2 separate regions of the Gossypium arboreum genome follow, and region 1 is linked to region 2. A link is a contact called in public Hi-C data. All regions are on one chromosome and are shown on one strand. The core of a region is the stretch at or near the end of the contact, and the rest is flanking DNA. Distances in the headings are between cores, read along the strand shown.

The links. A called contact is a pair of places that touch in the nucleus more often than the background predicts.
Region 1: a Hi-C map of leaf shows a contact between it and region 2, with 5 times the contacts expected there. The contact joins the enhancer-like site here to the promoter of LOC108465666 in region 2. A contact is called at or near these places in 2 of 5 Hi-C or Micro-C datasets (both in leaf).

Annotation. Positions count from the first base shown.
Region 1 is chr3:58,314,842-58,317,972 of ASM2569848v2, reverse strand. It overlaps LOC108479448 (DNA repair protein RAD16), which reads left to right. Exons shown (of 16, transcript XM_017782052.2): 12 at 478-582; 13 at 675-827; 14 at 1,070-1,158; 15 at 1,252-1,332; 16 at 1,407-1,609. The coding sequence ends at 1,476. It also overlaps the pseudogene LOC128290339. Among protein-coding and RNA genes, the nearest start is that of LOC108479448, 8.1 kb to the left of the region's middle. Within about 2 kb of position 1,347, at least 2 of the 2 cell types and tissues checked have an H3K27ac peak or open chromatin away from gene starts, as enhancers often do. A contact at or near this core is called in leaf, where this site is marked.
Region 2 is chr3:58,207,397-58,210,799 of ASM2569848v2, reverse strand. It overlaps LOC108465666 (sialyltransferase-like protein 1), which reads left to right and starts at 2,041. Exons shown (of 11, transcript XM_017766042.2): 1 at 2,041-2,452; 2 at 2,549-2,661. The coding sequence starts at 2,338.

The DNA of each region.
Region 1 (3,131 bases), core at 98-2,597, 110 kb before region 2:
TGACTTTACTGGACAGTTTAGCAGAAACTTCTTATTAATGTGGTTAGAAATTTCCTCTGATAGCCTGCTTGGAGTTCCCATTTGGCTTGTTCTTCATATAGTAAATTCTTATGTAAACCCCAATGACTAGCAGTGTCTTTATTTGTAAACTATGTTTCTATCAAAGTCGTAAAACTTGGTATTTTGAACTTCAATATTGTCATGTGTAATGCTGCAGTAATTTTGTGTCACCTTTTAAATTCACAGCAGTGCTATTCATAATAGAAATTAGCAGCAGCTGCATTTCTTTGTCAATATAAGTGGATGATAACAAAGATAAATGACAGAACGTTATTGACAGTATTAGTGTTATTACTTTCACTGTTGAGTGATGATTATTATGACCTGTGGCAAATTTGCCTCTATTGCATGGCATATTCATATTGTTCACTGTTTATCTCTTGATCCTCTCTGCTAACAGAGTTTTCATAATTTTAGAGGGAAGAAATCAGATTCATGGTGGAAAGAGATGGTTCTGCGAAGGGAATTGTTTTCAGCCAATTCACATCTTTCTTGGATCTCATAAAATACTCCCTTCATAAGGTCTCTAAAATGAGAAACGAAACAAATTCTGTCATGGTTTCTTTGTGCAGATAAGAAAAGATGCTATCATAATAGATTGGCCTCTTTTGCAGTCCAGCATAAAATGTGTTCAACTAGTAGGGAGCATGTCCTTGGCTGCGAGAGATGCTGCAATTAAGAGTTTTACTGAGGATCCAGATTGCAAGATATTTCTCATGAGTTTGAAAGCTGGAGGTGTTGCCCTTAATCTCACAGTTGCATCACATGTAAGCAATATCTTATTGAATTCTTGTTTGGTTTAATCTCTGATATCTTTTGGGATCCATTTGCAAAAAAAGGATTTATGGCATTACTCTCTCTTATTGGGATTACATTTTGTTTTAAATTTTGCAATTAAACGTTTCCTTATCTAAAATGAATGCTGTAGTGTTCAGGTTAAATTGGCTATTCCTTTGTGTACATTTCTTTTTCCTAAAGGCTTAAAATGGTAGACTTTGGACCTGATTAGGTTTTCTTGATGGACCCTTGGTGGAACCCAGCTGTGGAGCGCCAAGCACAAGATAGGATACACCGAATAGGGCAATGTAAACCAATAAGGTTGGGTTGTGATTGTAAGTTAATTTATAACAAAAATGTTGAGACTGGTTTGAGTTAATGAGACTAATTGCATCTTTTTTGGTGTGATGTTAGGATTGTGAGGTTTGTTATTGAGAACACAATAGAGGAGAGGATATTAAAGCTGCAAGAAAAGAAGGAATTAGTGTTTGAAGGGTAAGAGTTTAATTAGTTTTTGGTTAAATTTGAAGGAGTAATTTGAATGTTTAATGTGTTGTGGTGTTGTGTAGGACGGTGGGTGGCTCCACAGAGGCTCTAGGAAAATTGACGGAGGCAGACATGAGATTTCTATTTGTGTGAGCTGAGCTGGGTTGGGTTGGGTTGTTGAAGCCAAGTTCTAGTGAAATGTAAAATACTTCTCTCTTTTCTGTTTTTGACTTGGGACATGTTATGTTTGGAACTTATATAGTTAATGCCATTATCTCTCTCAAAACTCATTGAATTTATCGACTGGCTTTTTGAATTTTTGTTCAAATAGTTTAGTCTTTTTTTTGTAGATGATGTGGCATTTCATACCAACTTTTGAATTTTTTAAGTATATAAAATTTTAATAAATCTAAAAAATCAAATATATATAAATTAAAAGTTTCTAAAAGCTATAAAAATATTAACAATTTAAAAAAGTTGTAGAAGTTTATAAAAAACCTATACAAATTTTAATAAAATTTAAAAATTACCAGGATAAGAAAGTAGAATTTGGATTTCAAAATTTTAGTTGGGAATTAAAATATTAAAATTTGAAGATTTTAATTAATCTAAATTAAATGTTTGGATAATTCAACTTTAGATTTAGATTTTAATTAATTCTAAGTGTTAAAATATATATAAATTTTTGAAATAAACCTGCTGGTGATTATTAATTAAAAAAAAATAGAAGAGCTGTTACATCCACTAACCGTTGCAACGACTGGCTATCAGGAACGGTGCCATAATGGTTGTTCTGGGAAGAAGAAAAAAACAACAAAAAACCAAAACTAGACAACTTGAAAACAAACAAAACCACAGCCTAAAACTTTGAAAGATGAAACGACCTTTTACGAAATTTCGGTCCAATTTAAAGCTCATAATAGAGATGTGTTTAGTTTCTCTCAAGATTTAATAATGAGATCCAAATTTAAGTAATTAAAGTTAAACTTTAACTTATTCTTTTAAGATTTTATTATTAAAAAAATTTGAAAAAAAGAGTTAAAGCTTTAAGACCGTGGATTTTGGAATAATGATTAATTAGAAGAGATTAATTTTGTTCATGGGTCTAAATTCTCAATCTATGATAATAAGCTTATATGGAGAATGTTAACAAATTTAGACATTTCACTTCAAGGACCTTAATCAATCCCACAAGCTTAGGTGTTTTATATTGGATTCGAGTTTTAGGCTTATTATTTTATTATTATTTTTATTTTGAATATTTTATAATTATTAAGTATTTAAAGTTATTTAGGAGTTTTATATTAACAATAAAGTTTTGTTTAAAATTATTTATTGTTTAGATTAATTAGAGTTTTATTTAGACGTATTTAATTAGCCTATATAAAGACTTCTTCATTATTCATTAAAGACACAATTGTGTTTATTAATAAAAGTTTTCAACTTTGGGAGAGTTTATTTTTTGAGTAAGATTTCTTTCGTAATTTTTAGAAATAATTTTCTTCTTGATTTTTTTCAAAGAGTCGTGAGAATTCATTTTTATCTTTTAACAGAATTATTTTTAAAGGATTAATTAGAGCTATTAAATGAATTTATTAGATTTATATCTTAATGAGTTAAATTGAACTTTTATCTTTCTATCCTTCATTGCTATCGTTCCATCTTTCACTTTTAAACTTCATCTATTTATTTTTTATATATTATTATTATTTGTTGTTTGTTCTTAAATTTCTTCTTTTACTGTTTTTGACTTCTTTATTACTAAATTTATTTATTTCTTCTTTTCAAATCAGATACAAATCTTTCCT
Region 2 (3,403 bases), core at 792-3,291:
TTAAGCTTATGACGAAAAATATTAATGGGTGACTAATTTGTCACTTTTTGATAACATTAGTGACTGATTTGTTATTTTTCGATAGTTGAGTGACTGAATTGAAATCAGAGTGACTGTTTTGTCAACTGCATCAAAGTTAAGTGACTGGTGGTGTATTTTACCTTTAAAATTAACCCAATAGTCGACTCTTTTTTTTTTTTGGTACACTTTAATACTTAGCTGCAGAGGCGGATTTAGGGGGGCTGGCAGGGGCCCCGGCCCCCTTAAAATGTAAAATTTTTATTTAGGCCCTTAAATTTTAAAAAAATTAAATTATTAAAGGTAAAATTGCACTTTGACCCCATAAGATTATAAAAATTCGATTTAATTATTTAAAAACTATAAATATATAGACTATAAAAAATTAAAATTTCATTCGCCCCCTGCTTAGCTGGGTATACTCTAACACTTAGTTCATTGTCCCATCATCCAAATCCACCTAATTTTACAAATAATTAGTATGATTCACGCTGAAATAATTATGAAAATTTAAAAATAAAATATACTCTAATGCTATTTTATTTTTCACTCTTTAGTTTTTAAATTTAAAATTTAGATTTAATTATTATCAAGATTTAAATTTATTTTATTAAATTTATTGTGTAACATTTTGAATTGAATTAATTATCTGTTTGTATCAAATTATGGAGTAAAAATTGAAGGTTAAAATATGATTTAAGTCCCTATACATTTCATACATTTGTAATTTAGTCTCCTTATTTTATTTTTTAAGATTTTAGTTCCTCTATGTTTCAACTTTAAAAATTCAGATTTAATTGTTATCATTGTTAAAAATGTTCAGTTAAATTTAATGATGTGACATTTTAAAATTAAAAAAAATTATTTAGTAGTGATGTACTAAAAAATGTGTTGAGAATGCTTATGTGATTTTCTTCTTCTTAAAACACACATTTGAATTAGTCATGATAAGAATATTTTTTTGTTGAAATAATATTTGATATAGTTAACAATAGTAATTATTTAGACTAATTAATGACATTATAAAAGTAGAATGGCCAAATTGTGTCAAAATTAAAGTATATGGATTTAAACCAAGTTTTAGCTTAGTATAGAAGCCAAAATTGAAATTTAACCATTATCTTGTAATATATATAAAAAAAAAGTAAGGCAAACCCAAAATATGATGTCTTTAATACCCTTAAAGTTTTCAATTTATATATAACCAAAAATAAATTTTAATAGAAAATTTAATTATATTAACTATTTAGACTAACTAATAATCATGAAAATATAGGATTGAATTATGTTAAAATTAAAGTATAATGATTAAATTTCAATTTTAAGTATAATAAAATGTCTAAATCTGAAATTAAACCATTTTTGTAAAATGAAAAAAAAAACATGGTGGTGCCCACGTGTCAATAGGAGGAATAGGGTGTAGTTATATAGATTTCAAAACTGTTATATTTCCTCTGATTTTTCACGGTATGTATCCAGCTATTCTTCGTGTTTTGTAAGCTAATTAAGAGATAAATATTGACTACGAATTTTAAATTGCTTCATATTTAGAGTGAAGTTCGAATCCTTAATCACTAGTTAAGATAAGAAAAACTTTGAAATATTGAAAAAATTGATTAACTAAGGTTGTACTTAGTTTGTGAAATAAATATTTATTTTCAATAATAGAAACATGAAAACATTTGTTATAACAGAAATATAAGAAATAAAATAAAATAAATTTCAATGAGGGTAGGATTTAATATTTAAAAATTTGTTGAAAAAAGAATATTTTTGTGTTTATATGAGTTTGAATGTGAATTCATTTAAAGTTAAAAATAATTTTTTATCATTTTCAGTTTTATAAAACATTTTTAGTAAAAATAATGAAAACAAATTATTGTTTTTACATATCTTTATTTTTAACAATGTTTTCTAATTAAAAAGAAAAAGAAAAGAAAAAGAAACAGAGGCTAATTGTTTAGGGCTTCGGCTTTGCTTCTCTATATAAACTTGGGCTGGATTTAGAGTCCAGAAAAATGTGGAACTCCCAGTATCAGTCTTAGCATACAACAGGAAAGCTCATAGTCCATTATTCTGATTTGGTCTTGATTTATCATCCCAGAATAGAATTGTGGCTCTCAGTTCCAAACATTTCTGCTTCTTTGGCGTCATCCTTTTAACAAGATGTCGAAACTAATCCACCCAGAAATCAAAATTGGCATCAATTGATTACTTTCAGTGATATATAAATCCAATCTGCTACTCTAATAACAGTGCAGAAGCAGGTGTAGGGGCTCCTAATTCACATCATAAACCCCGATTGTAAGTGGAGAAACAATGAGATCTCGGTCTCAGTTTCAGTCTCACAAGAAATCCACGCTTCTCCCTCTGGTTTGCGCTGCTGCATTCTTTTCTCTTCTTCTTTTCGGAATCCAATCTTCTTTCTTCTCAGGTTCTTTAGTTCTTTCTGAAGCTCTATTTCTGAACTATTGAAGTTTCCTTTTATTGCTTATTTCTGAATATGCTTAATTTTATTCTTGGTTTTCAGGTCGTATTAACAGAAAAATAGATCTCGGTAAAGAAAAAGTGCAGGTATCAGATCTCAGCCCTCAGGAACTCAGGAGTTTAGCCGACTTTCAAACCAGTGTTCAACAATGCGTGGTCAGTTCTTTTCTATATTAGTTTAAAGTTTTTTATTTTATTTTGTTATAGTTTCTGTTTGCCATAAAATAAAATATACATGACAAAATATTCAACCTCCCTTACAACGCTTTTGACCTCTTTCTTTGCTGGCTTATATTTCTCAAAGCAATCTGTATCCACGGTATTTCCTAAGTTTCTATAGAAAATTCGTTTGTTCTTAATAGTTGTACTTCTTCGTTCCATCATGATGCATCCTTATATGGCGGCATTATATCCTTTGATTCACCAAGTTACTCAGTCACCTCTTTAGCACAATAAACCATTTTTTTCCATATCATACTGGGTATGAAATCGTCTTCTCAATTTGCCTCTCAGGTTACTCTATTACTTAAAAGTGCTTGCGTGCCCCTGTTCAACCTCCACCATTTAATCCTAGGATCTAGAATAGGTCTAGCTTTTTTATACATCTTTAGAAAATGAACATATTGGAAGCTGATGTTGTGTAGCTGTACTTGCCTCCTGTATCACCTTACAGTCTATGCAACAACTCCCTCCCTTCTGGTTAGAAACAATCTATTTTGCTGGCATTCCCTCCACTTAGGTGATTGGATGGAAGTCACTTTTCCTAAACACGTGTTTGCTTAAATCAAGTCTTAAGATAAAAAAAAACACAAAAAAACTCAGATGATGTTCTTGTTTCCATTCCATGTTGCATTAAACAATAATAAGAAAACTTGGATTAGTTTAGTTCAATCTAAAT